6 separate regions of the Mus musculus genome follow, and regions 2, 3, 4, 5 and 6 are each linked to region 1. A link is a contact called in public ChIA-PET, Hi-C and HiChIP or PLAC-seq data. All regions are on one chromosome and are shown on one strand. The core of a region is the stretch at or near the end of the contact, and the rest is flanking DNA. Distances in the headings are between cores, read along the strand shown.

Evidence for each region. Hi-C and Micro-C count contacts between places; a contact is called where the count stands out from the background. ChIA-PET counts read pairs in DNA pulled down with a chosen protein or histone mark. HiChIP or PLAC-seq counts read pairs in DNA pulled down with a chosen protein or histone mark.
Region 2: a contact with region 1 is called in a Hi-C map of embryonic fibroblasts, with 9 times the contacts expected there. The contact joins the enhancer-like site here to the promoter of Tomm70a in region 1. A contact is called at or near these places in 2 of 39 promoter capture datasets (the HPC-7 cell line and pre-B cells), 32 of 484 Hi-C or Micro-C datasets (B cells, the Ba/F3 cell line, the C10 cell line and 15 more), 5 of 115 datasets of contacts at active chromatin or transcription factors (bone marrow-derived dendritic cells, bone marrow-derived macrophages, embryonic stem cells and 1 more) and 1 of 9 other capture datasets (liver).
Region 3: a Hi-C map of pro-B cells shows a contact between it and region 1, with 4 times the contacts expected there. The contact joins the enhancer-like site here to the promoter of Tomm70a in region 1. A contact is called at or near these places in 2 of 39 promoter capture datasets (frontonasal cranial neural crest and macrophages), 7 of 484 Hi-C or Micro-C datasets (Th1 cells, bone marrow-derived macrophages, embryonic stem cells and 3 more), 11 of 115 datasets of contacts at active chromatin or transcription factors (bone marrow-derived macrophages, effector CD8 T cells, embryonic stem cells and 6 more) and 4 of 9 other capture datasets (adipose tissue, embryonic stem cells, macrophages and 1 more).
Region 4: a contact with region 1 is called in an RNA polymerase II ChIA-PET map of memory CD8 T cells, with 13 read pairs. The contact joins the enhancer-like site here to the promoter of Tomm70a in region 1. A contact is called at or near these places in 1 of 39 promoter capture datasets (pre-B cells), 2 of 484 Hi-C or Micro-C datasets (B cells and CD4 T cells), 3 of 115 datasets of contacts at active chromatin or transcription factors (bone marrow-derived macrophages, effector CD8 T cells and memory CD8 T cells) and 1 of 9 other capture datasets (adipose tissue).
Region 5: a contact with region 1 is called in an RNA polymerase II ChIA-PET map of memory CD8 T cells, with 7 read pairs. The contact joins the enhancer-like site here to the promoter of Tomm70a in region 1. A contact is called at or near these places in 1 of 39 promoter capture datasets (embryonic stem cells), 1 of 484 Hi-C or Micro-C datasets (CD4 T cells), 1 of 115 datasets of contacts at active chromatin or transcription factors (memory CD8 T cells) and 2 of 9 other capture datasets (adipose tissue and macrophages).
Region 6: a contact with region 1 is called in an H3K27ac HiChIP or PLAC-seq map of embryonic stem cells, with 7 times the contacts expected there. The contact joins the enhancer-like site here to the promoter of Tomm70a in region 1. A contact is called at or near these places in 2 of 39 promoter capture datasets (frontonasal cranial neural crest and pre-B cells), 3 of 484 Hi-C or Micro-C datasets (B cells, brown adipocytes and embryonic stem cells), 15 of 115 datasets of contacts at active chromatin or transcription factors (the 230-238 cell line, the NIH/3T3 cell line, acute myeloid leukemia and 8 more) and 2 of 9 other capture datasets (liver and macrophages).

The regions. Positions count from the first base shown.
Region 1 is chr16:57,120,072-57,124,551 of GRCm38.p6, forward strand. It overlaps Tomm70a (translocase of outer mitochondrial membrane 70A), which reads left to right and starts at 1,643. Exons shown (of 12, transcript NM_138599.5): 1 at 1,643-2,123. The coding sequence starts at 1,791.
Region 2 is chr16:57,400,017-57,404,799 of GRCm38.p6, forward strand. All of the region lies in intron 1 of Cmss1 (cms small ribosomal subunit 1), which reads right to left. The region is part of intron 1 of Filip1l (filamin A interacting protein 1-like); the gene reads left to right. Among named protein-coding and RNA genes, the nearest start is that of Filip1l, 49 kb to the left of the region's middle. Within about 2 kb of position 3,040, at least 54 of the 459 cell types and tissues checked have an H3K27ac peak or open chromatin away from gene starts, as enhancers often do. A contact at or near this core is called in B cells, CD8 T cells, the N1E-115 cell line and 2 more, where this site is marked.
Region 3 is chr16:57,554,020-57,558,530 of GRCm38.p6, forward strand. All of the region lies in intron 1 of Cmss1 (cms small ribosomal subunit 1), which reads right to left. All of the region lies in intron 4 of Filip1l (filamin A interacting protein 1-like), which reads left to right. Among named protein-coding and RNA genes, the nearest start is that of Cmss1, 51 kb to the right of the region's middle. Within about 2 kb of position 1,847, at least 37 of the 459 cell types and tissues checked have an H3K27ac peak or open chromatin away from gene starts, as enhancers often do. A contact at or near this core is called in Th1 cells and pro-B cells, where this site is marked.
Region 4 is chr16:57,420,324-57,424,863 of GRCm38.p6, forward strand. All of the region lies in intron 1 of Cmss1 (cms small ribosomal subunit 1), which reads right to left. All of the region lies in intron 1 of Filip1l (filamin A interacting protein 1-like), which reads left to right. Among named protein-coding and RNA genes, the nearest start is that of Filip1l, 69 kb to the left of the region's middle. Within about 2 kb of position 1,833, at least 145 of the 459 cell types and tissues checked have an H3K27ac peak or open chromatin away from gene starts, as enhancers often do. A contact at or near this core is called in B cells, adipose tissue, bone marrow-derived macrophages and 2 more, where this site is marked.
Region 5 is chr16:57,468,685-57,473,611 of GRCm38.p6, forward strand. All of the region lies in intron 1 of Cmss1 (cms small ribosomal subunit 1), which reads right to left. All of the region lies in intron 1 of Filip1l (filamin A interacting protein 1-like), which reads left to right. Among named protein-coding and RNA genes, the nearest start is that of Filip1l, 120 kb to the left of the region's middle. Within about 2 kb of position 2,642, at least 91 of the 459 cell types and tissues checked have an H3K27ac peak or open chromatin away from gene starts, as enhancers often do. A contact at or near this core is called in memory CD8 T cells, where this site is marked.
Region 6 is chr16:57,574,540-57,579,378 of GRCm38.p6, forward strand. All of the region lies in intron 1 of Cmss1 (cms small ribosomal subunit 1), which reads right to left. Among named protein-coding and RNA genes, the nearest start is that of Cmss1, 30 kb to the right of the region's middle. Within about 2 kb of position 3,177, at least 7 of the 459 cell types and tissues checked have an H3K27ac peak or open chromatin away from gene starts, as enhancers often do. A contact at or near this core is called in B cells, embryonic stem cells and pro-B cells, where this site is marked.

The DNA of each region.
Region 1 (4,480 bases), core at 393-2,892:
AAATTAACAAAGGTGAAAATCTTTCAAATGTGTTTTAGTTCCAATGGTTTATTCAAACTGGGAGCCTTTAGTCCTCCAAGATATCACAGAAAAAAATGTGAAGTTATAGGGGGAGAATCCTTTTGCTGTTATTCTGAAAAATCCAAGATTACTCAGAGGGCATGAGATTCCGATTTTGAAGTTCTGGGGTGAGAACAGTGCCTACAGCAATCTCTATTTGATCAACTAAGTTACACTACCATTTTCAGTTTGTTGCTAGTGCAAACATTTCACTGGTGAGAACCAACATGACGCAAGAGAAAAGGCCCTGAAGTTTCAAACTGGAACATTCTATTTTAATCACTCCACGTTGACACAACTTGGCCTTTGCATCTTCATGTAATGCTATTATGGTGAGCATCCTGTGGTACTTAAAAGCCAAATGACCATCTATGGGTGTTTGGTTTTTGTTTTTTTGGTTTGTTTGTTTGTTTGTTTGTTTGTTTGTTTGACAAAAGGATGTTCAAACCTGAAATGAAGAGCCATAGCCTGGAACATTTAATTATCCATGCTTTGCCTTTTTTTCTTGAAAATTGTGTGAATTCCAAACACCTTGCAAAGTAGACTTCATGCTTTGAGACCAGATCCAGAGTTCATGAAGGCTTAAGAAAAGTACTTCAGGGCTGACGAGATGGCTCAGCAGTTAAGAGCACTGACTGTTCTTCCAGAGGTCCTGAGTTCAATTCCCAGCAACCACATGGTTGGCTCACAACCATCTGTAATGGGATCCGATGCCCTCTTCTGATGTGCTTGAAAAACAGCTACAGTGTAGTCATATAAATGAAATAAATTTTTTTTAAAAATTTAAGTTATTTCAAATAAGTGAGCAAACTCAAAGTGTTGTGACAGACACTTGTGCTCCAGGGAAGGTTGTATGGGCTAGATGTCAGGTGGAATCCATTTTAAGATACACACGTAAAGATGCCTGCGGTGATCCGGGGTCCTCGAGGAAAGCCAATAGGAAAGCCTTCTAACAGACATCCTTGCCCTTTGTAACTATTAAAGGTGCAGCACACAGGCTGCAAGTCACTTCCATGAGTCAACCTACCTTCCCCAGTTTCCATCTAGTCTTTGCCCTCTGTCATTGTCCCAGGAACTACAAATTTGTCCAAACTACAATCTGGCTATTGCAGAAATATACAAAGCTGGTTTACACAGCACGATGGTCTCACCCTTTTTCCCCCCTCCCACAGTTTCAGTCTTTAACAGGCACCAACGTAGCCACACCCCCCTCCCCGATCCTACCAATCAACTGGGAGGCCCACCATCCCTGCTGGCCAATTCCCTTCACAGTGCTTCTGCAAGTCCCGCCCACTCACAGAGCTACAGGGAGCTGTCCCTCTACACTTGCTGCACACGGCCCCCCACGCCCCTCCTCGCCGCACTGGCGACAGTGCCACGGGTCCTTCTGTCCTGGAGAAGAGGTCTGCAGTCACGCAAGGCCTGAGACCTCCCGAGCGATTCTAGGCAACCGCCTGCAAGAGGAAAGGGAAAAGCCACCCAGAGCGCCAGGCCTTCTGACCCCGGAAGTGGTTCTCCCCTGTACAGTAGATAGGGGCGGGCCCAGCCGCCGGTCTAGCCCGGCATGCCCCGGGCTTCCGGTGACCTCTGGCCCTTTTCTGTCGTCCGCTCCTGCTGCTTAGCGTGCTCGCTCGCGCGTTGCTTTCCCTCCACGCTCCCGGCTTCCTCCCCACGCTGCCCGGTGACCGTGGCGCCCGCGACCGGCGCGGCGGCGGCGGAGGACAGTCGTCATGGCCGCCTCTAAGCCCATAGAGGCGGCGATGGCGGCGGCTGCTGCGCCCGGTTCTGGAAATGGAGTGGGCGGTGGCGGTGGGACTGCGGGCCCCGGCTCGGGCGCGGGGACCCTGCCGCGATGGCACGTGGCGCTGGCCATCGGGGCGCCCCTGTTGCTGGGTGCTGGGGCTATGTACCTGTGGAGCCGAAGGCGGAGGCGCCGGGAAGCGGGAGGCCGGGGCGACGCCAGCGGCCTGAAGCGCAACAGTGAACGGAAGACCCCCGAGGGCAGGGCCAGTCCGGCCCTGGGCAGTGGCCACCACGACGGTTCTGGGGACTCCCTGGAAATGGTGAGAAGCCGCCCGGGCCGTAGAGGTGAAAACGAGCGGATGCAGCTTTTCCTTGACCCGTTGTGCGGGTGAGGGGCCCTCCCACCGGTCGGAAACTGCCGAGTGACTTTAGAGTCGTTTCTGGTTGCCTTTATAGGGAATGGAATAGCAGCTCCAGGCTGGCTAGCGTAGAGACGTTCTTTGACAATTTCCTTTGGGATCCAACAGAATACTTTGCCTTTCTTCTAAGTGACACAGCATTTATCCCTAGTATGTAGGTATGGGAAACATGCACAAATATAGTAATTCCATTAAGCGAAGAAAGGCAAATTTCACGGAACGATTGGAGTTGTACCGTGAGTTGTTATTGTGTTTCCCAAGACCAGAACTTTGCTAAGAACCTTTTAAAAACAAGCCATTTTTCTTTCGGAGTTTCTCTCTCGCTCTGATTGTGTGTGTGTGTGTGTGTGTGTGTGTGTGTGTGTGTGTGTTTGGGGAGGGAGATTAGCAACTATTACAAAGTTCAAAAAAATCATTAGGTAGCTTTGTATATAGGAAATAGTTCAGTTTTTAAGGAACTGTGCCTCCCACCCCCACCCCCGCTGCACATCTTAAAATGTTCTATTTCACCTGGACATATATATACATGTGTCCAAGCCTGATAAAGAGTCTCTGGTGTTATAACAAGCATTGGAGTGATAAACTGCTCTATCGGATCTGGTGGTCAGACTATTAAATCTTTTTGACAAGTTTGACGGCTGTGTGGAGAATTGGCATGGACTGAGATTGAGTGAGATAAGGGACTTTACTGGGTCAGGAATTCTGTGGTGGTATTACCAGAGTAATCCAAGTTCAGAGAAACTTACAGGTAAATAAATACCAGGTATGTGCCTGAGGAAATTCTTTATACACACGCATCCTATGTGCACTTAACACTCATGAGAAAAACTGTACAGTTAAATGAATGGCAGGCATTTTCATCCCATTCAGCCTGAAGACACGTTGTTCTTTTCCTAAGTAGCTTCAGAGGCTCTGGTATATGACTCCAGGGATAGTACTTACTGTGTGTGAGTCACCGTGCTAGCTAGCAGGAAGGCTGTTTGTTCTCTCCTATGGGGAAGTTAAACAGCCAATTTCTAACCAGAACTTACAATGTTGGAGGGAACCATGATCTTTGAGAGCTGAGGAGATGCCATTCTACATTGTCCTGTCCAGCATTGTTATTTTGGTAAGCTCAGTTTATGTCATTGTCATCCTGGTAGGCTAAGAGGATTAAAATATTTGGTCCCTTCTATTTCATCCAGCACTAAAATGTTAAACCAAAGTTTTTAGGATGAAAGCCCAGCACTGGCAGCCCCAGCAAACTATGATGAGCAACCACACTCCAAGAAGCCCTTTACAGAGATAAATAATGGCAAAAAGCAAAGATTTGTTTAGTGTTGCCATACTGGAAAGAGGGATGGTCAGTTGGTTCCAGTAACTTCCAAGTTTTTAGGTTACTCACCAGACCTTTAAGGTTTAACTGATGGGAGAATCTGGGCAAGAGGTATGGAAATGAAGCAGCTCTGGTCAAGAAGTGGTATGGCAGTTGTGAGGGCTGGTGAGGGCTGAAGGAAGGGTTCCTAAGGGGATTAGTCTGGTCCCTGTAAGACAGTTGCGTATGTCCCAGGGCATGGACTCAACATCCAGGATAATTACCCTCGTCTGAGGGGTGCTCTGGAATCCAAGGTGACTCGAGGAAAAGGTTAAGGACAATGACTTAACCTCTGGGTTCAGTTGAGCTGAAGGGGACAGAATGCAGAGATGTTATGCTCTTGTCCTACTTTCAGTCACCTATGGGCCAGAGTGAGATTTTAAGGGCATTTTTAGCAAAGCAACCTGTAAGTGCCTGTTTAAGAAATGGTGTGGTTGTGAGTGCCCGTGAAGGTGGTTGTCAAGAGCCTTCTTTGACTCAGTTATTGTTTCCATAGATGTGAAATTTTGTACATGTGAAAATTTCATATCTAAAGTTTCTATTTCATTTTAATCTGGAATAGTAAATAAGTAAACGTTACATAAAAGTTCTTAAGTTCTATAGTAATCATAAATTAAGAATAAGGGGAGCTGGCGTGGAGAAGTGTCTTAACAGTTAAAGAGTGCATATCGCTCTTGCAGAGAACATGAGCTTGTTACCAGGACCCTTGTGTGATAGCTCACACTTGTAATTCCAGCTTCAGGAGGATCCAGTACCTCCAGTGTTCAAGAACACCCTCACTTGGTTGCACATAAGCACGTGTATGCATTTACACATATATAACACAGAAATAATTAGTAAATTCCCTTTTTAGTATTGCAACATTGTCTGCAGCAGTACTAATTATTTTAATATTTATAAGTGG
Region 2 (4,783 bases), core at 1,790-4,289, 280 kb after region 1:
AGTTTTTCCCATTTCATAGATGAGATCTGGAAACACAGGCAGACTCTGGCTGCACGGCTCCCATATTCTGTGTGACTTTCTCAGTAGTCCGGTGAGGGGGAGTTAGACTCCACGCTTGCTCTTCCGTGCAAAAGTGCACCTGAGCAAGTCTATTTGGGACACGTATTTTTCATGTGTTTTTCTGAAGAAAGAAAACAGTCTCTTGAAGCAGACTCTCCTTGGAGTAAATAAGATAACGGTCTATGAAGGTAGTCATAAAGTAACCTGGCCAGTGTACCCCAGGACTTCAGAATTCCAACTGGACCCCGGGTGGCTAACAGGCAGCTTCACATGTTTCTTGCTTTAATCACCACTACCCACGACATTACCAAAACATTTATTTAGTCTGTTTTTAATCTCACCACATGGCAAATGACTGCCCACATAAACAAAACACTTTAGTGCTCTATGAATTCTTTGCGACTGAGACCCCTGGAGGGAAAGAAATGTGTAATGGCTACCTGAAGCACACTGAGTTTTCTACAAGTGAGTGATTGACTCTCATTCAAAAAGGGAGAAGGAGAAGTAAAATTCTCCAAAAGAGCAGTGGAAGGGCATTTTGGGTATTATACACACACCACAGAAAATCAAGGGAGCCCTGCCAGCTCCTAACTAACTATGAGAAGCACGAGATAGAAGTCAGCTGTGGAGACATAGGCAAGGGAAAGAGACAAGGATTTCTTTGAGAGGAAAAGCCATGTAAGCTCCCCACACTGTGCATGGTGGAGGTTGTAGTATGCCTTAGAATCATCCAGAGGACTTCTGAGTAGTGGTTTTCAAGCTATAGGGGCAAAACGTCAGCAGTTTACTAGAACACTGATGGCTAGCTCGTCCCCATTCAAGAGATTTGGATTCAGCAGGGAATGGATGGGCCTAGAAAATCTGCATTTTCGATGCTGACACACACACAGCATCACCCACATTCTGAGCAACAGAGAGGCAGCATCCCCAACAAGTTGCCAAGAGAATATCACACTAACTGTTCAGTGTGTATCTCCACCGCATTCCTGTCTATATGCCCCCACCTTATTCCCTTAGCCTTATCATTCTCTGTGTCATTACACACTGTATGTCTACATACAATGTATCTCTACAATACATACTGTACAGCACCAGACTCTGCTATGCACATGGCTTGGATGTGTGCCCAACATATATTTGTAGGTATATCTTGCACAAGCAGTATCAAGATTCAAACCTTTGATTTCCAAACTAGTCACTCTGTGAAAGTTCAGCAGAATTTCTTCAAAACTTAGCTGTTTTGGTCACTTGAGTCGTATGTGGTAGATCACAACATGGAACTTACTAGAAGTGATTCTTATACATGAGTGCCACTTGCCAGCCTTCCCTCAATGACTGTGATGTTAAAGAAAAGCGCCAAGCAGAAACCATGTGCACCATTTGAACTGTGAACATTTCCCAAGTCTTTGATCAGTGTCTTCCTTCCTCCATTCCAGACCCTTGTGGCCTGTGGAGAATTCCGAGGACCTTAAGCAAGTTCTGTGAACCTAGGGTTGTATTTATTAAAACTTAAAGAATGAAAACCAGCTATGTCATAAATGAAGTCAATAGACCCCAGAGCACTGAACCCAGCACGGTCCTGGCAAGCCACATTGGTCCGACACCTGAGAAGTGTTTTCCAAGTTAGAAAGAAAAAGGGAGCAGCGTGCACTGCATTTGTGTGACGTTGTTGGGACGGGAAGTTGGAAAAAGCCAGTGGAGGCCTGGAGTTGGTGACAAATTGGTCCTTTAAGATACACAGGAAATACTCAGAGGTTTCTGTCTGTTTAGTAAGTTAAATTGCAAAGCAGAAATTCACGACATGTTTACTTGATACAGCCTCCTCCTTCCCAACCCATGAAATCCCAAATACATTCCGAGAAGACAGCTCAGTAGCCTTAAAAGGAAAGAGCCCTTGAGCAGACCTCAGACTCACTTTCAAAGTCTCCATTGTTTCTGGACCTCGGAGAACAGACATGCTGAAAGAAAAACAAATCTGAACAATGCTCCCACCAGCCCTTCTAGAGGCTTAAGTCAGTTGGGTTTGAGAGAATTTACAAGTATTTTTTCCACCCTCAAGTGTGAACACTCAGTACCGGCAGCAAGGGCTCCGACAGAGAGAATTTACTTCTAAGTTCTGGGGACATGTAGCATGATTTTCACATTTGGTTAGATGGACTCGTATCCTCTAATAGCAGAATATACCAGTCCATCTCTTTGAAATGGTCATTTTTACAGAAAAAAGAAATGTCATGTTTTCAAAATGTGTTCTGTGTTTTGCCCCATGCCCAGAGTCTTGGTGAAGTTTCATGTAGATGACTTCTTCTCTAAGCTTGCAAACTGTATGAAATAAATAAAACAAGGATTGTGAATGAAGTCTACAAATTAAAGTAGCCCTTAAAGAAGGTCAGACTCTGGGGAAGTGGATAGATATTCTGATCAGAATACTGATTGTTAATTGTTCAGGGTGAGGCAGAAGCTTAAAAGCCTTTAATTTAATCTGGTTAGATTTTCTTTTAAAGAAGAAAGGAATTTAAAGTGAGAAATCACAGTCGCCATGTCTGGAGTCTGAGCAACAAGCTAGTCAGATGGCATGCTGCTGATTCACAAGATGGTAAGATCATGCTATCATATACAGCACAGACGTCCACGTACATAGTAATAGTCCTCTTATGCTTCATGGTCAGCCATGTTTACTGTTCTATTGAGAGTAGAGATAACTTTACATTTTCTCTAAAGAAAAAGATTATATTGGAGGAAAAAGAGAAAAATAAGAGGCAATAGTATGGGTGACTTGTAAACGGGTGGCACATGTGGAGTTCTTGGGTGAGCTGCCTTAAGAGTCAACAAGTAGCGAGTGTGGAAGAAAGAAAGAAGAGTGGGAGCCAAGTTTCCATTACACTAGATCACAACTAGAAGCAGTTCCCACAGCCCAGTGTCACCTGTGAGGCCCTTGCAATCTCGTCTTGAGGATACAGCACCAGCATGTTGGGCAGGCTGAGGTCACACTTCCTGGAGTGCCTGTGCCCCTCCTTAGCCTTCTTTCTCTTTTCTCTGAAATCCCCTGTCACACACTGAGCCTCTTAGTCACATGGGCTGCATTTTAAATCAATGACTTCATACATGTGTAATTTACCTCACTAACCAGAACATAATTTTTGGAATGGCGGCTCATTGGTTGAATTCAGCCCACATATATGTTTGCTGGGCCCACGTGATGCAGTTGAAGAACTGGAGTTAGTAGCTAGCTTGCCTCCCCTACCTCCTCCCAGAATCAGGAGGTAGGGCACACACAAAATCTGGGTTTCTGATTTGTCTTGACAACCAGGAAGCCCTGATGCTGTTGGACCAGTGTTCTAGGTGGTTTCAAATCACCCGAGGCTCTTCAGATGTGACAAGGTCCCAGTATCTCCTGGGCCTGCTTCCTTCTTGCTCACTCCCAGAACTCCTGCTCGTTCAGCTGTTTAAATCTGTGACCGCTGAACTACATCCTACATCTACAGAGGACAAAGCCTTTGTCTAGCACAGTGCTGTTGATGTATCAGGTGTGAAAACATTTCTTCCTGAAAGTCCAAAAGCAAAGAAGCATATGTTAAGAAGTGACAGATCAGAGAAATGAGGATAAAGAGAAGTCACGGGGACAAATGACAAGTGTGCTTTTTACTCTTTCCAAATGGATATGGAGGGTAGACCCTGTTCTGTTGTAGCTTCAGAGGATGGTAAGTTTTAAATGCCTGTAAGAGGATTTCAAAAGGGCATGCGTTTTAAAATGATCGCTTCCCTGAAGCTAGGTAACAGAACAAATCTGGACTGGCTAATGAGGTCATTCACTCCCAGGTGGATTTCACTGCTTCAGCAGTCAAGTGGAGCTTCAAGCCTTACTCCACAGTGCTGACTAGGTAGCAGAGCAATTACCCTAAAGCAGCCTTCATTTCCCATCTATCTGTGAAATCTCAAAAGAAAATCACAGGAATGTGGCTAAGGGCCGTCCATGAATTTATACCAGATGCCTTGCTTCAGTTGCAGCTGACTCTGGCACTCAAGTACGAGCGAGGCAGAAGAGGATTCCTTCAATGCTAAACACACTTAAGGAGCACACTTCAACTTCAGAGAAACCCAGGAATGTTGGTGCTGGCTTGCAATTTCAGTACTCGGGAGGCTGAGGTGGAGAGATCAGCAAGTTCAAAGCCAGGCTGAGTCACACAGTCAAGCTCAGTCTCCAAACCAAGGAAGGACTGCAAGTACTTCAGTGGTGCCTCGCTCCCCCAGGCTTGCAAAGGGCCCTGGCTTTCATCCTCTCGGCTTCTGATGACAGAGAGACTCAAGAGAAAGACTCGTTTTTAAACTGTGTTCTAACGAAGGGCGTTTTTCAGCTTGTGCCTTCTGCTTCTGTGTTTGAGGACGACTGAACTGAGATGGTGACAAGGTGCTTGGGAAGTCAGAGGAGAAAAGATGAGAGAGACTTCTTAACCTGTTTATTTTGGAAATCTGTATTTGAACTGCAAGCCAGAGGAACCAATGGCTGAGCAGTTAGGACTTTGGGTTTGCACAGCCCCAGCTGCCAGGACAGAGAGGAGGTCGCTAATGGGAAGTCTTCAGGGACATCCAAGAACAGACATCTGCCTCACTTAACTATTGGACAAATAGTCTCCGCCTACTTGCAGAAGTGACCTCATGAAAACCATACCCATATAAGACCCTGGAGCGGTGTAGTTTCATAACCCAAACAGGTCTTATCCGAGTT
Region 3 (4,511 bases), core at 597-3,096, 430 kb after region 1:
ATGTGGTCAAATAACTAACACTCCATGTAACTGGGAAGGAGCAGACTGTTTTCCTGTGGACTTTGATTCCAGACTTTCTGTGTGTACTTCCTATATCTAAATTTCCATGAGAGGTATTTTTTCCTAATTCCACAGTTAGGCAACTTCACTGCCTACTATGAATCCAGTGTAGGTCTTTCTTATATCTTGTTTCAGAAACGGCAAGCAAACCTTGCTAAGAATAAGATGGGCTGGTGGGACAGAAAGCAAGGTCACCACACACCACACCTTGTCACTAACCTCTTGGCACTAGCCTTAACCTCTTAGCCTAACTTTTGAACTGATGATGAAGAACAGGCTCAACAGTGCCTGTGGCTCCAGTTGTCCTTGGTCCCATCTCTGCCTCTCAATGAGTTAAGTGAAAAACTGTAGATTACAGAGATTAGCTCTTTATAAAAATTAAACAACACAGGAATTAAAGACACACACACACACATACACACACACACACACACACACACACACCCAGAGCCCCCCAAAACCAGAGCCTGATGTGACTGGGTGCATGCTTTTGATCCCAGTACTGGAGAGGTAGAGGAAGGAAAGTCAAGAATTCACAGCCATCCTTGGTTAAAGAACCGGTTCAGCCAACCTAGACAGACTCTTAGCTCAGCTGCCTCCTTCCCACCCCCAAATTAAATAACAGAATATAGTTAATTGCTGAGCTTGCTTGTTAGTGATGCTACTGGTTACAGACAGATAGTATTGTCTCATTGGAGAAACTAAAGAGTTTTAGGAATAATAGGCTCTGCCATTCATTCACTGGGCCAGCCTCTTGTACCCTTGTTTCCCCAAACCTCATAAAGGAAATAATGTCATTCCCCAAGTATCCCCAAGTATCTCAGTATTTGGGCAAAGACTGAATCGTGGGCAATAGTCCTTTTAGGAATTCTGATCAAGTAGAGAATTTATTTAAAAATTGATCTGTCAATACAAACAGATTAATGCAGTTCGGCCTAACATACGGACATTAGCCCTGCAAGAGCTCCAAATCACCAATGGAGCAGCCTCAGGGAGAAGGGACGTCTTTTGAGATAGGCTGCTCCTACAAAAGCGGAACAGCCTGATTTATGCGGTCTCATAGCCCACTAGTCTGGGAACAAAAGTTTAAAGGTGATTTTTTTTCCCTCTCTGACATTTTTAAAAATGCAAATCAAAACAAAAACAGTCTCTTGAGCAGATCATAAGAGGAATGTACAATATTCATTGCATTTGGACTGACTGTCTGCAACTGTTAAACTTGAAGAAAGGAACAGCTAGGCTAAGGAGCACATGGGAAATGTCCTGTTTTTTTTTTTTGTTTGTTTTGTTTTGTTTTTTTGTTTTTTTTCTGAACCCAAAGGAATGCAGAGATGCTGTCTAAGTCGCTTAGCCTAGCCTTAGCTTGTGAGTCTGCTAATTGGGAACAACAAAAGAGGTGAATCACTCTGGAATTTGTGGGAAATGAATCCACTTTGGCTACAGGGAAAATTACCATTTAAAAATAGCATCTCTTCATTCAGTGTTAACATAAACATTCTATCCATCATGTATGAAATGGTATAGGTAGGAGGCATTATATAAAAATAAAAAACATTTATAAGATATAAAACTTGTATATATAAACATACACGCATGTTTATACAACAGTATGGGGAACTATCAAATAAAGGCCACAACTTTGTCAAGGGATTTGTGGTTCCAGTCACCTCTTTCCACATTATACTCTGCAGGAGTCTCCTTACAGTCTCACTGAGCACGTTAGGTAGAGCATAGATACAAGGAATCTAAGACAAAGGTCAGGCTTCCTGGCCAAGTCCTACCTGACCTCATCTGCCTTTGCCTCCCAGGGTTCCTCTCCTCACAGCAAAGAAGTGACACGCATGAGAGCACTGTTTCCTGTGTTCTCCGAGTTTTAGCCCACTCATTCAAGGAGGGTTATTATAGTCCAAGAAAATGTTTTTTCTTGGGTATATAGAGTCCAAACCTAGTGAAGGGTATAGAAGTATATCAATCCTTTAAGAGCAAACAATATAAAACAAATTAAAAAGCAGTACAAGACAATATTGAATAGATGTCATAGAACTAAGGGCTGTGAAGACTGTAGAATGGAGGTAGGCCAGAGCTAGACAACTCAAAGCACTGCTCACAAAAAGGGAAATGTCACTGGGCTTCTGAACACTGTAGAGAGGTTGGGTTTATTTCATAAAAGTCTACTAGGCAAAGAGCCTAAAGTAAAATTTAAAACAAAAGTTTAAAATAGGGTCAAGACACACACAGTGATTATTGAACCCACTACTTAGCCCTCACAGCAACCTGGACTTCCATGGAAAGGAAGACAACTTAAAGATTTCAGTGTCTAAGGTGAAGGGATCATGTGTGCTGCGGAAGCAGTTGGCATAGTTCCATCCCTAGAGCAGATGTTCAGTAAATGCTGCCTATGACTAAGTTGTGCCTGTCTTTCTACAAGGCTTCTTACTTGACTAGGCTTACTATTATCTTCTACCGGACTGAGATAGAGGGGTTGCCTCAGGACCCAGGAAATGCTTTGTAGGATGCAGCCAAGAGGAGGGTCAGGTTCTCTGACACCCAGCAATCAACCAGAGAAAATCTGTTTCTGACCTAATCTCAGCCACTGAGAGAGAAGTTATCCTTGGTCCCAATTCCCCTGCTGGAAGGCAATGAAAACCCATGAAAAATCCACTGCTCTCCTAAAGGTGTCAAAGGTGCCTCATCGCTTGAAGTAAGACCCAAGTTACTGAGCTATTAATGTATAGAAGAGAGCAAGTAACACAAAAGGCTTAAAAACTATCCTGGAACCTGTTTAATCTTGAAATTTCACCGAGCCTCAGCGTCAGAGGCACACAAATGAAGTTTCAAGTATTTTCAATTTAGCATGACATTTTAAGTGTTAGAACACTAAGGTTTACTTCTTTGCTTTTAACTACAGCTGTAACTTTTACCACAACAAATGCTTCCTATAGAAAGGAGCAAAAATCTGAATGTCATGAAATTCCAAATAAGGTTCTCAATATAGTTACAACCCACTAAGGCTTGCTAAGCCATGTGATCTCTTGATATATTAACTTGTAAACAACATTAAACAGGAAAGGAAGAAAAACTCAAAAGGTTGCTGGAGGCTTTTGTTTTATGGAAAGGAGGTCTGAGGATTGTTCAAGGCTTTCCAGATCTTAGTCACAAAACTACTGCCTTCTTCCTGCATCTGTGAGGTGGGCGGCAGGTGAAAGAAGGGCCAACAGTTTGTTTTGAGAGCATTCTGGTCCACATTCCCTGCCTATTGAAATGGGACTTGTTAAAATTGGTTTTCAACTGTTTACAAAGTTTAGTTTTGCTTCCCCCACACCTAGTAGCTTTTTAACTAATGAAAACATGAATAGTTTGCCTGCTCTTAAAATTCACAATAAATGTAAACTATAGTTTTATGGATGGGTATTCATATAGCAAATGTAAAATACACTTGGAGGTTTCTCTTTAATTATGCCATACATAGACCATGCCTTACAGAGAGAAACATAACTACAGTGACTAACATTTTACTAGCACACAGAGTCCCAAGACACGTCAGGTATCGCCGAGTTGTGGTCATGTGTGTTGGAAAACTGTTGCTGAATACTGACATCTTGATGGAAGTGCCTAGAGTATAGCAAGATTCATGTCATGAGCCTGAGCTTAGACATCAGATGTAACGCAATGCTTATACCCATGGGTTTTCTGAAGGCTCAGAGATGTTAGAAAATAAAAATGTAACCCAAACTGCTCTGAAGTATTGGTCCAGGGGAAATTAAGGCTCTGATAACCAACATAATTTTAATTAGTACAATGAGTGTAAAGGGTGTGAAAAACAAATCCATAAGACAATAGTTACCTGTGTTCCAATATATTTTAGAAAAGAAAAAGCAGAAACAAAAACGTTTCCTGCCTGCCTGTAATTTGGTTTTACATATGGCCTCAAACTACAGCTTTCCAAAGTCATAAAGCAATGCTTAGGTTATCAAGAACTAAGAAAAGTTGGTGATAGCAGACAGAGAATGGCCACTGTAGTCCTTTTAACAAGAAAACAGGCTACAGAGTAACAACCCATTCTTCAACTACTCTACCCTCTAAATACTATTAAATGTTCCCATTTCCCTAATTTATTACAGTTAAAATGAAGAATGAAACCAAACCAAAACCCCAAGTCCTGTCTAAGAATTGAAATGTTTCTCATTTTACACTCTGGGTATTTTTATCTACCCAGTTTCCATGGCAAACTGTATGATTTCAGTAGTCACAGTAAACCATAAGCCTCTGTTGTTGTGGTTTTAAAATTTCTGAAGTTTGAATTTCCCTCAAACAAGTTTGGAAATGTTTGGTTTCCCAAGCATACCATGCTAGCCGCTGCCTCTGTGTGGAAAGCCAGGCTCCTCACGAGGAGGTGAAAACCAGTGAACTCATCCACTCTGGCTCATGACCGGTCCTTGCTTGGATGTCTT
Region 4 (4,540 bases), core at 583-3,082, 300 kb after region 1:
AGTCGGGGGTCTTCCTAACTTTGATGCTAATCCCATCCCACCTCCCGCCCCCACTGTCATAATTTTGGATCTTGAATATGTAGTTATAATTATATCTAAAGACAAAGTTCTAGGGTTTCTATAAATCTTAAAATATTTTTTTAAAAGGTCAGAGATTTTGATCTTATAGTCAAAGCAATCAAAGGGGAAGAGAAAGGAGACCTACTGTGAACTGCAAGAAGACCTACTGTGAACTGGAAGAAGAGTCCTGAATCAGAGGAAAGACAGGAAAGAGGGTGCTGTAGCTCCTTCTTGTCCAGACTGAGCTACACGCTGGGCCTCTATAGCAAAAGATCCAATTTGCAATCAGGGACAACATGTGGTGAACAGAAGGAAAAAAAAAAAGATACTGAGGAATCAAAGCACAGACAGCTTTCTTTTCTCTGATGTTAGACTTGAAAACATCATGAAGTTTGAAACCACGTAGTAGAGTCCTAAGATACTGTCCCCACTCCCTTCCCCCACCAGCCTGTGTGAACTCACCCCTCCTTCCCCAAACCAACTACATATAACTAATTGTATTTTCTTGGGAAGGCAATTGTTGACTAATGAATCATCTTTCCTGTAATTTTTATTTTTTTTGTAGCCCTAGTTTGGCTAAACTCCCTGGCATTCCTGCTGAGGTATGTAATGGAAAATTTGACCTCACACTTTGCTTTTTTGTAACATCACAAAACACTGATATAACAGGGCTACAAAAAAAAAAAAAAAAAAAAAAAAAAAAAAAAGAGGAGCCTAGAGATGCAGGGATGCCCGAAAGAAAAGCTTAGTGTGGAAAGGAACAAAGATACATTAAATCATCGGGGAAAGTAAATATTTAGGTTCCCAGACACAAAGCTACATCTATCTTCAAGAACAGATCGTTTGTCACAGCTTAGGATGTCACAGTGTTTCCATCACAGTCGGGCTTTTCTAAGGATTGTAAACCAGCCATAAAAAGCCACTCTCCAAATTAACTCGGAACACAGGCAGTACATTTTGTAGATCCCAGAATTTGTCTCAAAATGGTGATTTTTAGGGTGGGGTGGTCAGAGGGGAAAGGTGTCAGGAAGTGACTTCTTGCATTTAAGCCACATCTGAGCTCAAAGAAAACGTTGGCAACCAGCCTTGTGTGATCAAATCCCACTGTCTAAGGAAAGCAGAGCAGGTCATACAGAGTCTGCTCTGTAACTGGGACGCTTGGGATTGGCAGTGGAGATGTGCTTTCTGCAAAAGCCACAGCAGAATGAATGAAGTGGTTATGAACACTGCGGCTTTCTTTTTAAAACTCTTATGTCTTCCTTCCCTAGGTCAAAAAAGGCAATTCTTCAAGTGTATAGCCCAGACTTGAAGGGATGACACTCTAAGCACTGATCCAAAGTCTGTCTCTCTATAGCCAAACAATCCTACAACCAATCCTACAATCCCACAACTGGGCCTTCATGGGCAGATTCCCACATGGCTGCCAGCACCACTGTACAAATGTCACAACCCCAGGTAGAATACATACTATTCAGCCCATTTACAATACATAAGCGCAAACAATGGCCTGTGTATGCACTGTTAACCCAGACAGTGCCCAGGGGCTGTCAAGATGAACATTCAAGAGTGGGATTTGGTGCATTATTCACCTGGATGTGAATTCACCTTGAAAAAAAGGAAAGGATAAGAGCAGGCACAGAGAAGTCCCAAGGAGCCACTACTTAAGTTACTAAGGCTGCGAGCAAACCATGCAGATGTTTCTCAGTGCTACCAAAACTATGCCGGAGTAAGCTACGGTCACATCTGTGCACTCCACCACATTAAAAAGAAATGCTGTGTACGGAAATGATACAAATGGTTCTCAGGAGAGAGAGCTTTCATTTATTGCGTACAGGCTGAGTGCTTAGCTGACTAATTAATGATTCTTTTGAAAGAGGAAGTTAAACAGGAGAACCATGAAATAGGCTGCATAGGCTGCAGAGATTTGCCTTGACTTAGTTTTACTGCAGGTGATTACTCACACCAGAGACCGGCTTGGGTTTGCACTTTTCATCAACTTTGGTGAGGGGCAGGAAGAAAAGGAACAGTCATGCAGTCCGGAGAGGTTCTAGTTGTCCTACATAAAAAGGATGTGGACAGATAAAGTTGCTGACTACAAAGAAAGCTATTGGGAAGAAATTTACCATGTCTTGTTTAATATTCTACTCAAGAATAAACTGAGATCTTGGCTCAAGAGTGACTTGAAGAATATCAACCTTAGGGAAGCTACTCTTCTAGATTCTGCCAGATACCTAAGGCTTTCCTGAGATACTTCTGCCACTCCAAATTACAGCAAGATTGAATCTCATGTTATTTAATTTGAAATATGTTTAATTTTTCTATTTCCCATGAATTGTTAATCTAAATTGCTGTTTCAGTAGGAGCCTCCAAAATCAACTTTTAGCTCTTTAACATTCTGGTAGCAGGGAAGTCTTGTGTTCGTTAACAGCCCCCTCTCCCATACTATCAAAAGCCCTTGGAGAAAGAAGCTGGTCAAGTTTTTTGAGGCCAAGTTAATAAGTAAAGAGTATTAACCTAGTTAGATAGAGTGTGTAATGTTTTTCAGCACTACAGTGAAAGCAAAGAGAAGATCTGTGTTTGATGAACCATAATTTTAGGACAGTCATTTCCATAGAATTAAACACCAATGAAACCCTGGGCTTGCATAGAACTGTATTCCCAGCTCCTTAGAAAGCAGAAGCAAAGGCCTGCGATGCCAAGGTCAGCCTGTGTGGCTTAGTGAGTTTCCACAACACAAACTGAACAGTGAGAAGCAAGGCCAAGAGAGAGGGAGGAAGTAGAGAAGTAGAGGCTGGCCATGACCACATGAAGAGAGGGGGGAAGGGAAGAGCCCAAGAGGGCACCAGAGAAGCAAGCAGGAAGTAGGAGTAAGAGAGAGAGGAGGGGGCAAGCAGCCATCCTGGCTGTTGCCAGGTAACTGGGGGTGGAGTCCAGACAGAATACCAACAGTGGGGGAGATGTGAAAAACGGTGATTTGTCAAGCTAGAATTTGGACAATTGCATGTTTTTTTCTTCTTTGTCATTAGTAAAACAACATTCTTTGGACTGTCTCGGTATCAAAGACTCCTCACTCCACTCCACTTCATATTCCCACATTAGTTGTATTTTTATTGTGAGGAAAAGAGATGAAGGAAAACCTAATGCTCTGGGGCCCGATGTGCAGAGGGAGCTGGTGTGAAACTCACTTCCTGTGACGGAGAAGCTGCTCACATGACACAGGCTCAGGCTTTGGAGCGACTTGTCATCCATCAGCATCAGCACAAAGCTCTGAAACACACACACACACACACACACACACACACACACACACACACACACACACACACACCCTCTGATTAGACAGATGGATTCAGAATAGACATAGAACACAGGTGGATTCAGATTAGACACAGAGGACAGGTGTGCCTTGGTAATATATGAACAGTTGGGAACTTTGTTTCTGACACATTTATACATTTTGTAGTTTGAATATGAAGTCTATTAATGGACATCTGTAGGTCTCTTTGCTGAGGGAATAGAAATTGCTCTCTAAGTTTGCCTAGGGATGCTTTTTTAGATTTCTGCTGAGTTGCCTTTACAGTGAAGATAACTTTAAATGTGTGTTTGCTATTTTAGTCTATTTTTAATAATTGAAAAAATAACTACCAGCTTCAAAGTTGCAGGGAGGGCACTAAATTAGTTGACTCTTCCCACACTTGCCAAACTGCTAAAAGTTTAACACTCTTGCATTATATTTTCTTTCAACATACACACATTGCTTTTTAAAAATCCATCTGAGCAAGTTGCAGAGATTATGCGCCTTTGTCCCCAAATAGCCAAAGTTTGTTTTCTAACAACATGGAGGATCACTTACTGATGTGTTGTTCCCAGAAGCCCATGGAGATAGTGCTGAGATGAGATGGAAGCACTGGGATTTGGTCAGGCTCTTAAGAGTGGGTCAACCCTCCAAGAATTCAATTAGTTCCCATCTGAGTGGGATGCTGTAGTAAGGAGGCCTGCTTCCTCTTTCCTTTCAATACTACAGTTTCTGTCTGTCTTCTATCTCTCACACAGCGTGAGGTCCTGGCTTGGCCTCAGACTTACGGCCTCTAGAACTGTGAGCTAAATGGACTTCTTTCCTTTATGAATGGCTCGGCCTCATGCATTTTCTTATAGCAGTAAAAACTGGATCGATACCGTGCTTCAAAGTATTTATGATACACTTCTGATATGCCTTTGGTTTACAACTGTTTGATACTCTTTAGTACTAAATTATGCATTTTAGTGAGACCTCTTTCTCAGTTCATAACATCAACATGCACATGACTCAGTTTGTCCTGATGCCAGTGCAACAATCACTTTGTTTAAGGGGTCACTGGCAGGTTCTTTATTCCCAAACCATTTCCCAGGAAACTTCCTAACATCCTGGCATGGAAAGTGTCCCAAGCTCATGTGCTTTTTCGTCATTATCCATGGAGTCAGCTATCTCTGCAACAAGCCC
Region 5 (4,927 bases), core at 1,392-3,891, 350 kb after region 1:
CCATGATGTTATTTTGTGTCTCACTCCACTCGTGGTTCCTTCCTGCCCCATGACAAGGTGTCAGGTCCACTGTACCAAGGGCTTTCTTTCTATGCCACGCTGCTTGCCCGTCCCCCAGCCTTCTACGTCTTGTAAGGAGTCATGGACCATGTCTGCGGGTTGTTTCATCCCTCTGTGTCACTGTCAAAACTGTTCTGTCCAGGAGACAAGAAAACACAGCAAATGACAGCATTTCATGATCAAGGATGTAGAACTTCGACATGTAACTGTGTAGGTCCAGGCTCTGGCTTCCCTGATCAGGTTTTTGTGGCGATATTATTACTGGTGTCTGTCACTGGCTAACTCGTAGTAATCACTTTAATTAATGTTCTCAAAGCCAGCTGTGTAATGAGAAGTCTATAATTAGGAAAAGCCCACCAGGGGGAGAGCCCCTTAACTGCTGGGATTCCAAACCAGCTCAGGTGTAAGTGTTTCGTGCTATTATTTTTGACTTGCTTCACAGGCTGTATTATTTAGAGTTACAAACTACACCTCCAGAGAAATTTTTTTCACTTATTAACAAAGCTACACAATATAAATAAGTTTCTATCATCATTTAAAAGGAGTAACTATAGCAAAAAAAAAATTCCTATGGAATTTTTAAAAGAAGAAAAAAAGAAAGAAAAGAAGAACATAGTTTGTAGAAAAACCCCTGTCACATTAAGGACGGAGAGCTTCCTAACACAGGAAAGGGCAGTTTACGTCTTTCTGCTTCTTGCCAGTGGCTCAGATGTGAGCTCTCTGCTTCCTGCTCCTCACACTGGGCTTGATCCTGTCATGCTTGCTCACCACGATGGACTCTTTATTTGCATGGAACTGAACCAACATAAGCTGTCTAATCCTAAGGAGCCTGAAGATGATAAACCTAGTACAGTAGATGAGAGAATTTCTGATGTTTCATATAAAAGATAGATTTCTAGAAAGTGCCCTCCTCTTTAAAAACTATTTTGGTGATGTTTCTGTCTACGACAAGCTTCCAGCAGTCTGAATGAAGATGTATGAAAATGCAGAGTGAATACAGACTAGCGTGACATACACCGTGGCGGCCCCACCTTTTTGCTCCACGTGTATAACAAAAAGAAAACCCAACTATGCTATGGCTTGGATATAATTTTCTACACCCAAACTCATAGTGAAATGTGATTCTCCGGGTAGCAGCACTGGGTTGGGGTCTCTTAAGAGGCACTTGGATCATGAGTGACCCACCCACTTGAAAGGATTGAAGTAGCTTCTTTCAGCCTGGGTTATAGTGAGATTGGCTTGTTCTAAAGTGAACCCTGCACATTCTTTTGGTTGTCTTGGGATTCTTCTTATAATTACTTCCTTTTCGTAGTCTGCACCAAGATAAGAGACAGCATGAAGCCATCACCAGAGGCCAATTTTGGCACCATGTTCTTTGGCTTCCAGAATATTTAGCCAAAATAAACCTCTTTTCTTTATAAATTACCCACTCTTGGTTAATCTGAATAAAAGCATGAGAGCAAAAAATTTAAAAAGCTGAATTTTAAAGTCTTTTCAAATTCTAGTTATCTTGGATTTGATATGTGATTCAGTGACAAGAACATTTGGAAATTCTGCTTTACTTTAAAAAACAATAAAGACACTTACTTAAAATTTTCACTCTAAAAAATTATTTACGAACACCACCCTAATCTATAAACATCAAAATAAAAATACTGTAAAAACATTGCAGCTTAGGGACTTTCCTACACAGCGAGGCAAACCTAACACCTTCCCTGTGGGCTCCTGCAACCGTGAGCTAGACTGAGAAGGAACTACTAGCAGGTAAGACCACTGTGCTGTATTTAAGGACTTGGTCAGAGACACTGAGAGGAGAGAGTAAGAGAACTGGACTCACGACAGCGGCCATCACAGAGCAGTTCAAGCCAACTTACTAAACTCTTCTCCGTGGACTTCATCATGGGCTCGTGAGCCACAGGGAGAGAAGACTGGGGAACAGGAAAAGAACTGCTGAAGAGGAGTGCAAACAGGACAGAAGAAAGACGAATCACCGTCAAACGTTTCCTAAAGTGTAGAGCTAGTGTACTGCGAGTGGAATTGGTAACAACAAACGCACATCATATTCAAACTGCTGAAATAAAACTGATGAAGAAGTGGCCAAGAAAAAGGGAGCAGTGGCATTATCCAGAGTTAAACAGAATAAAAAACTATGGCAAACATTTTCATACAAATGATGTAAAGTAGAAGACGATAATGTACAATCTTCAAGGTTCTTACAGAAAAACCACTGACTTGAACGGTGATTTTTGGAAGTTGGGTAGAGCATAAGTCCTGCTTGCAGTCTCGCACAGTTGTCTCACAGGGTTACTGCGTCTAAGTTTACAGGGTCTGTTTGTTATAGACATAGTTTAATAATTTTGAATGAAAGCCTTACAAATATTAGAAGCATCACACACTGAAACTAGACAGACCCAAAGTTTATACATCCCAAAAGATCTTAAAGTTGTTTTTAAAAGGAGGTTCATTGAATATCAAATGTCATCCAATTGTAAAATGCAGTTTCTTTTTATGTGTATTTATAGACAAGCAGGAACAAGCTACCTAGACCACAGTTTCCTGTTGCTCTCTTTAAGTAGATTTGCATCAGCACACACTTAGAGAGCTGTTAGACATATGAAGTCAGGTACTGTACTGCCATTTGTCTGCTCCCCAAAGAGAGTAAATAGACAGCATTAGTCCATTTTGGCTTTCTGAAGCTCACAACATATGAGTGAGAATATATTTTTGGTATGTTCTGGGAATGAATATATAATGTGTGTGTGTGTAACTGACATATAGTAATACATATATATGTATTCATTTCAGATTCTACTACATCAGCTTCTTGCTAGCCATTTTTTCTAAAACAGAAATATTTCTTTCTCCAAGTATCTCAATACTGTAGTCATTTTATCTTGTTACTTCCATTTTTCCCCCGTAGCATTTATTATCACATGAAGTATCACATAAATTGGCTTTTAGTTAAACTCCTATACTAGAATGCATGGTACTTGGGACTTTCTCTTTTGGTCTCCGCTGCATTTCCAATATCTAGAATATTTCCCCCAACCAAGAGTTGCTCATGGATTTGTTGGAGACAGAAATGCCCTTCACAGGGGGCGGAGAAGCACAGAACATAGAAGGCTGTGAATAAGGCTCTCAATAAGGCTCTCGCTTAGCTTCTCCTAGATCAGCTAAGGTTTGGGCACAATGGCTGGAACATCAGTAGGCACAGTATTATTGATTGCAATTATTTATTGCTTTTCTTATCTCCTTGGACTTGTCTGAGCAAGCCGGTTAGTATGGTAATTATTCCCTGGTTCTACCATTGCAAAACACCAAACAATGCACCCTTGTTTTCAGAGTTAAGAAGTGGTAGAGATGAATCGATCTGGGTGTAACCAGCACCAGGGTTCATGCCAAGGGGTGGGAAAGAGAGTGCCTACATGCTCACTGTCCGTCTCCTTGCCGTTCACTTCACCCATACAGATTAGCTCATTTCAGAGCAGCTAAAGCACCATTTTCAGTTGAAATTAAACTGAATGTATTTGAATTATATCCCAATTGTAACTTTCTCTCCAACCTGTTTGTAATGAGAGCTTCAAAGTCAACAAGGTGAAAGCAGGCTTCAGGAAAGTTTCAAAGGAACATCCTCCCACGGGCCCTAAAAACTGCAGCTTCACACCACAATGAATCAGCCAAGGTGTGACAGCAGAATCTGTGTGTACTGGCACCGACTCAGCCAGGATAAAAGTGACCAGGCCTTCTGTGATAAACTGCCCCTTCTATGTTATCCAATGGAAATACTCATATTGTCCAATACTCACAAGCAATCAGGAGTGAGTTCAACTTTCAAACTGAGGACTATTAAAATAAAGTTCACTTATCCAGTCTGCCTCTGAAAACAATTCGGAGAGAAATCTGCTGCTCTTGTCCTGGGAGGAGAACAGATACGTAGCCTCCGATTTCCTTCTTATCACAACAATCCACTTGGTTGTCTGTGAAGAACTGTAGACTAAGGAAGCACTCGGTGGAAACCGTGCCCGACTTTAAAACCTTGCCAGCCATACATTACCAGTGCAGACAATCCATTTAGACCTGTCTTTCTAGTCCCACTCCAAGACTGGGCCCATGAGAAAAGAACAGGAGGCAAGACGTCTCTATTCTAATCTCTGTCTCTATTACTGCTACCCAAACTGGAGCAGTATGCCTTAAACAGGAATGTAAGTGTAAACCTAGCTCTTCATTCAGGATGAAGTATGTCTACATTTCTGAGGGCTTCCCTCTGCCTCAAGGCCTGGATACAGGTACAGACTCCCAAAAGCTCTGAAGCAGGAAGGCTGACAAGCTTTAAATTATAGCTATTTATTTATTTATTTATTTATTTATTTACCAACAAAGCCCAGCAGTGCAACTTATACTTTCAAATAAGCAAGAAAAAAAAGAACCCAGAAGTTTCCAATGGGTTTTAATTGCATACTTTATATACATATGGAATTGTGACTTAATTAACAATGTTCCCCATGGGATTTAGGAAAATTTAGTTTTTAAAAACAAGATTCCCCCTCCATCCCCAGTATTTGCCTGTTAGCCTGAACACATTTAAAAGAATATTTCCACACTAGAATTAAAAAAGTTTTAAGACATTCACTGATTCCTTAAGGAATCCTTAGTAGACAGAGACCACACGCCTTACTATGCAAGTGGCCTTATTCTGTTCTCCATCCTTCTTAACAACTGTCACTACTTCTGTAGTTGTGCACCTGATCTCATGAATAGATAAAAGGAGGCTTTGAGTGGCTTTTCAAATTCTTCTGCCAATTTCTGGCTTTAGCTTTTATTGTCAAAGGCATGAAGATCAAAAGAGGCTTTTTGCTGAAGTGCTCAG
Region 6 (4,839 bases), core at 1,927-4,426, 460 kb after region 1:
TCTTTTTTTTTAAACGAGATCTATAGAAATTCTTTTTAATAAGGTTTTAGAAGGCTATATGTGCTCTACTGTGAGAGGGTAGAAATCATCATTGCAGATCAATTATAAATAGGCTTCCTGGATAGTTAATCTCTATTGACTGTATTTTGCAGAGCCTCTAACGACTAGCTCCATTTACAAGAGTGCAATAATTAACATAGAAACATCAAAATGAACTTAGTAGCTTCTCATTATTAAATCATACAAAGTTTATTACAAGTGTCACTACTATCTAAAGTCAAAGGATTCTTTTCCGATAAGATTACATATAAAATATAGATTCTTGTCTCTAATTTTAACTTTTTGATAAACTGTACATACGTATGATAGACATACATGTGTGTGTGTGTGTGTGTGTGTGTGTGTGTGTAGAGGGAGAGAGGAATGAGAGAGTCTGTGTGGGAGATTACAGAATTTCCATTCACTGAATTACTGGAACATGCCTGCAAAGGAAGTGATGCTATGCTGGGAACTCCTCTTAGTAAGAAATGTGTGAAGGCAGAGGCGCACTATCCATGAATGGCTGATTGAAGACTGTTTTTGTAACTTTTATTGTTATTTTCTTAAAATTATGTGTATGTATGCGTGTCTCTGTATGGATAAGTGCTTGTGGTGCTTGAAACTCCTGAGATGTCTCCTCAGCCCCAAGAGCTCCTACTTTCTTTCATTGGTCAGAGTCCCTATTTCAACACCAAATTTCATTTACTCAGCCCCACTAATTTCATTAGCTTTTTAAGCTGTAGAATTCCACCACATACTTAAATATCCTGGCAAGTTTGCTTGTCATTTAAAAGGCGTAGCAAAGTCTTGACAAGTTTCCATGGTGGGGGCAAGCTAAATAACTACCCAGAACAGAGGATGGCACACCTCTAACTCCAGCACTCAGCACACTGAGGCAGGACGAGCTCCAGGCCAGCTAGGGCTGCAGAACAAGGCCGCATCGCAATCAATCAAACAAAAACCTAATGAAACATAAAAGCAAGTAAAGGCAAAACCTCTCCCAAGATAATGTCATTGTTCTTTATGGGTAAAAATCACATAACCATCTTTACTAAAAGGTTATCTCATCATAAAGAATGCATCCTTACATATATAAAAGGATTTCTCATCTGGAACCAGAAGTGTTTCAGATTTTGGATTTTTTTTTTCCTTAAGGATATGCAAACACTCATACATGTAAGATAGCTTGGCGATGGAAACACCTTTTACATGCTGAACCTAAAGATAATTTTATACAATATTTTGAGATAATTTTATGCACAAATGAACTTGTATAGTATGAAGGGTTTGTTTTCCTATAGTGTCATGTTAAGTGCTCAAGGGGTCTGCATTTTGGAGCATTTCAGGTTTCAAGTTTTCCAATTAGGGATTCTCAACCTATGCCTGTGCAAAATGGTGACAGGACTATATAAATTCTAATTGGAAGGTCCCCACAATTCTATTTTACAATGCTGAGGCTTTAGACATGCAGTCTTTGAGATCCTAAAAGGGTACTTTTGTTTTATTAATTACTTAATTTACATACCAAACACTGCTCCTCCCATCCCTCCCTCCCTGAGTCTCTCACCCTATCCCTCACCCCCTTCTCCTCTGGGAGGGTGGTACCCCTGGGTATTCCCACATGGGTATTTTCCCCTGGGTATCCCCTCATATCAAGTCTATGACAGACTAGGTGCATCTTCTCCCACTGAGGCTGGACTGGGCAGCCATTAAGACTAAGCTGCCTGTCTGCTACAAATGTGCTGGGAGATGGGGGCTGGGGGTAGAGGGGCCCTTGCTCCATCCTGTGTCTGCTCTTTAGTTGGTGACTAAGATTCTGAGAGCTTCCAGGGGTCTAGGTTTGTTGACTCTCTGTAGGTCTTCATGTGGGGTTCAATCCCTCCTCCAAGTCTTCCAGAAGTATCCCTGATCTCTATCTAATGTTTGGCTGTGGGTCCCTGAATCTGTTTTTCTGCTGCTGGGTAGAGCCTCTCAGAGGACTGTTATGCTAGGCTCCTGTCTGCAAGCAAAACAGAGTATCATTAATAATGTCAGGGATTGGTGCTTGCCCATGGGATGGGTTTCAAGTTGGGTCGGTTATTGGTTGGCCTTTCCATTGGTCTCTGCTCCATCCCTGCATTTCTTTTAGTTGGGACAAGTTCTGAGTCGAGTTTTGTGGGTGGGTCTGAATTTCTGCCACTGAGGGTCCTACCTAGCTACAGGAGGTGGCTTCTTCAGGTTCCATATCCCCATTGTTAAGCATCTCCGCTAAGATCACCAGCATTGACTTATGGGAGCCTCTCCTATCCAAGGTCTTGGGGACCTTCTAGAGATTCTCCTTTCCCACCCCAGGTGCAGATTTCCATTCATTCTCCCCGCCCTCTGGACTTCTCTCCCAAACCTGATCCTGCCTCTCATTCCCCTCCCCCGCTCCTCTCTCCTCTTCAGTTCCCTCCCAGCCTCTGCCTCCTATGACTAGTTTGTTTCCTTCTAGAAGGGTATTTTTATTTTCAAACCATTATAATCAAAGATTCTGTGATGTTTTTATTTATTCAAATAACTCTAAATTGAAAACTATTTTACAGCTTCTTTCATACTGAGTATATATAAAGTAGGTCTTTAGACATATTAAATGAAAGGACTTTATTTGCTTCAGTTACATTAATTTCTGTTATTTCTACATTCTTATGTTCTAAGAATTTCATTCTTTATTTTGAAGTGCCAAGAGAAAATATAATTGGACAAACCACATGTAGCAAAAATAGAGGAATCAAACATGCTTTTCTTTTCTCCCTTTGTGGCATTAGTGGTATAGGACATTGAACTGGGGCCTCTTATACTCAAGCCAAGCATTCTGCCACCTTAGTACTTTCCCAACCACAGCAACCTTCTTACGATCTGTATGTAACTAAGTTAAAGCCAAGACATCCTTATGAGATTCTCCTAATGTTAACATTGTTCCCCACCCCACCCCTGTCCCCAAATGGAATCAAACTGGACTCTCTAAAAACAAGAATCTATCCTAAGCTACAATCTAATAATCTGCTTGGTTTGCAGCCTGAAGTTAGAATTTCACAGCTATAGAAATCTGTATATTGCTACTGGCAAGTGTTGCCCCTACTCTTGGATTATTTTATACTTGCCCCAGGAAGTGAGACTAGTTTGCCCTCTAGAGGGTGTAATGAAAAATGAGGTTTAGTATTTATTAGGTGGGATGTTCCCAGTCTCATAACTAGTAAAGTACAAATAACTAAATCTTTAAGTGATCTGTGGCAGGTGGCCCGATACCAACAAGCTCCATTTCTTCCCCAAATCCCAAGTCCTGAATTTATCCCTATTCTTTCTGGGTCCAGAACACACTCTTGAGAGTGCAGTCTAAAGAAACAAAACCCAGCAAACATAAGACAGACAAGTGACTTGCTAATAAAGTTCCCAAAACAAAAGTGCTGTTAAGTTGATTTTTATTTAGATTAAACACCAAGCCCTTTCCTTTCTGAGAGACCCTTTAAACTATCAAAGCTAAGAAGTACTTTTAGCTAAAAGTAGTCAAATACATCAGAGAAGCAGGCATCCCAAAGAATCTTCAGAGTCCACTGAGAGAACTGTCTAACACCTCTGAGTACTGTAATAATTTGATAATGAATTAAAACTGTTCCTATGCAGAATTGACAAATTCATTGACATTTCATCAGGACAACAGGCTATCATAAGGATTCACTCCTGGCTAACTTTGGGCATCAGTCAGCCATCGCAGGGAAATTCTCTTTAACTACAGCCTCATTTTAAAATTTCTATTTAAAGTATTACTCAGATTGGAAGGCGAAGGAGGGAAGAGGTCTTAGCAAATGATTCTGCATGATTACCTCTGAGGAGTCATGTGAAATAAACCTGGGCATGGTGGTACAGGGTGTGTGTTGTTTTGTTCGCTTGTTGAGACAAGGTTTCATATCTGGCCTAAAACACATTCTGTATTAATAGCTGGGGATGACCTTGAACTGACCTTCTTGCTTCAGTACTGGGGTTACAGGCATGTGCCAGCACACCTAGACTGTTTTGTTATATTTTTTATATAGGCTAGTCATGTTTAAGTAAAAACACAATGTATGAACATAGGCCTTAAAGACTCACAGAACCTACATTCTCCGAATAGGTGCAGGTGGGTTTACTACCAGACAAGTTACTCATGTGACTTAGTAACAAACAATCTCTTCACATGTGGTATCTTTTCTTCCAAGCATTACATGGATACAAGTGAGCAATGTATGCATGGATATATACTGATCATGACAAAACATACTGTGTGGATCCTCGTCAACACTGTGTAGTATAACACTCATCCCTTGATAACGTATTGAGGAAATGGAACAAGGAATGAGTTCCACACAACACTTACAAGTAGAAAATTATATAATACTTCCAATTCGCTGGAGATGGAGGGGGCTGCACTGAACTGAGTAGTAGGCTAGGAAGAGCGTACGCTAGAGGCACTCAGTGGAAGACCAAGTTCCAGCACATGCCTTTGTCAGTGAGTGGTAAGGGCCTTAGACAAGTCTTTTAACTTTTGTGAAAAAAAAGAGATGGAAGTCCAAGGATCTAGCAGTTACTCAGTCTCACGCAGCAAGCAGGCGAAGGAGCAAGAGCAAGAGCTAGACTCCCTTCTTCCAATGTCCTTATATTGTCTCCAGCAAAAGGTGTAGCCCAGATTAAAGGTGTGTTCCACCACACCTTTAATCCCAGATGAAAGGCATAGCCCAGATTAAAGGTGTGTTCCTTAACTCGGAGATTCAATCTTCTGGAATCCATAGCCACTATGGCTCAAGA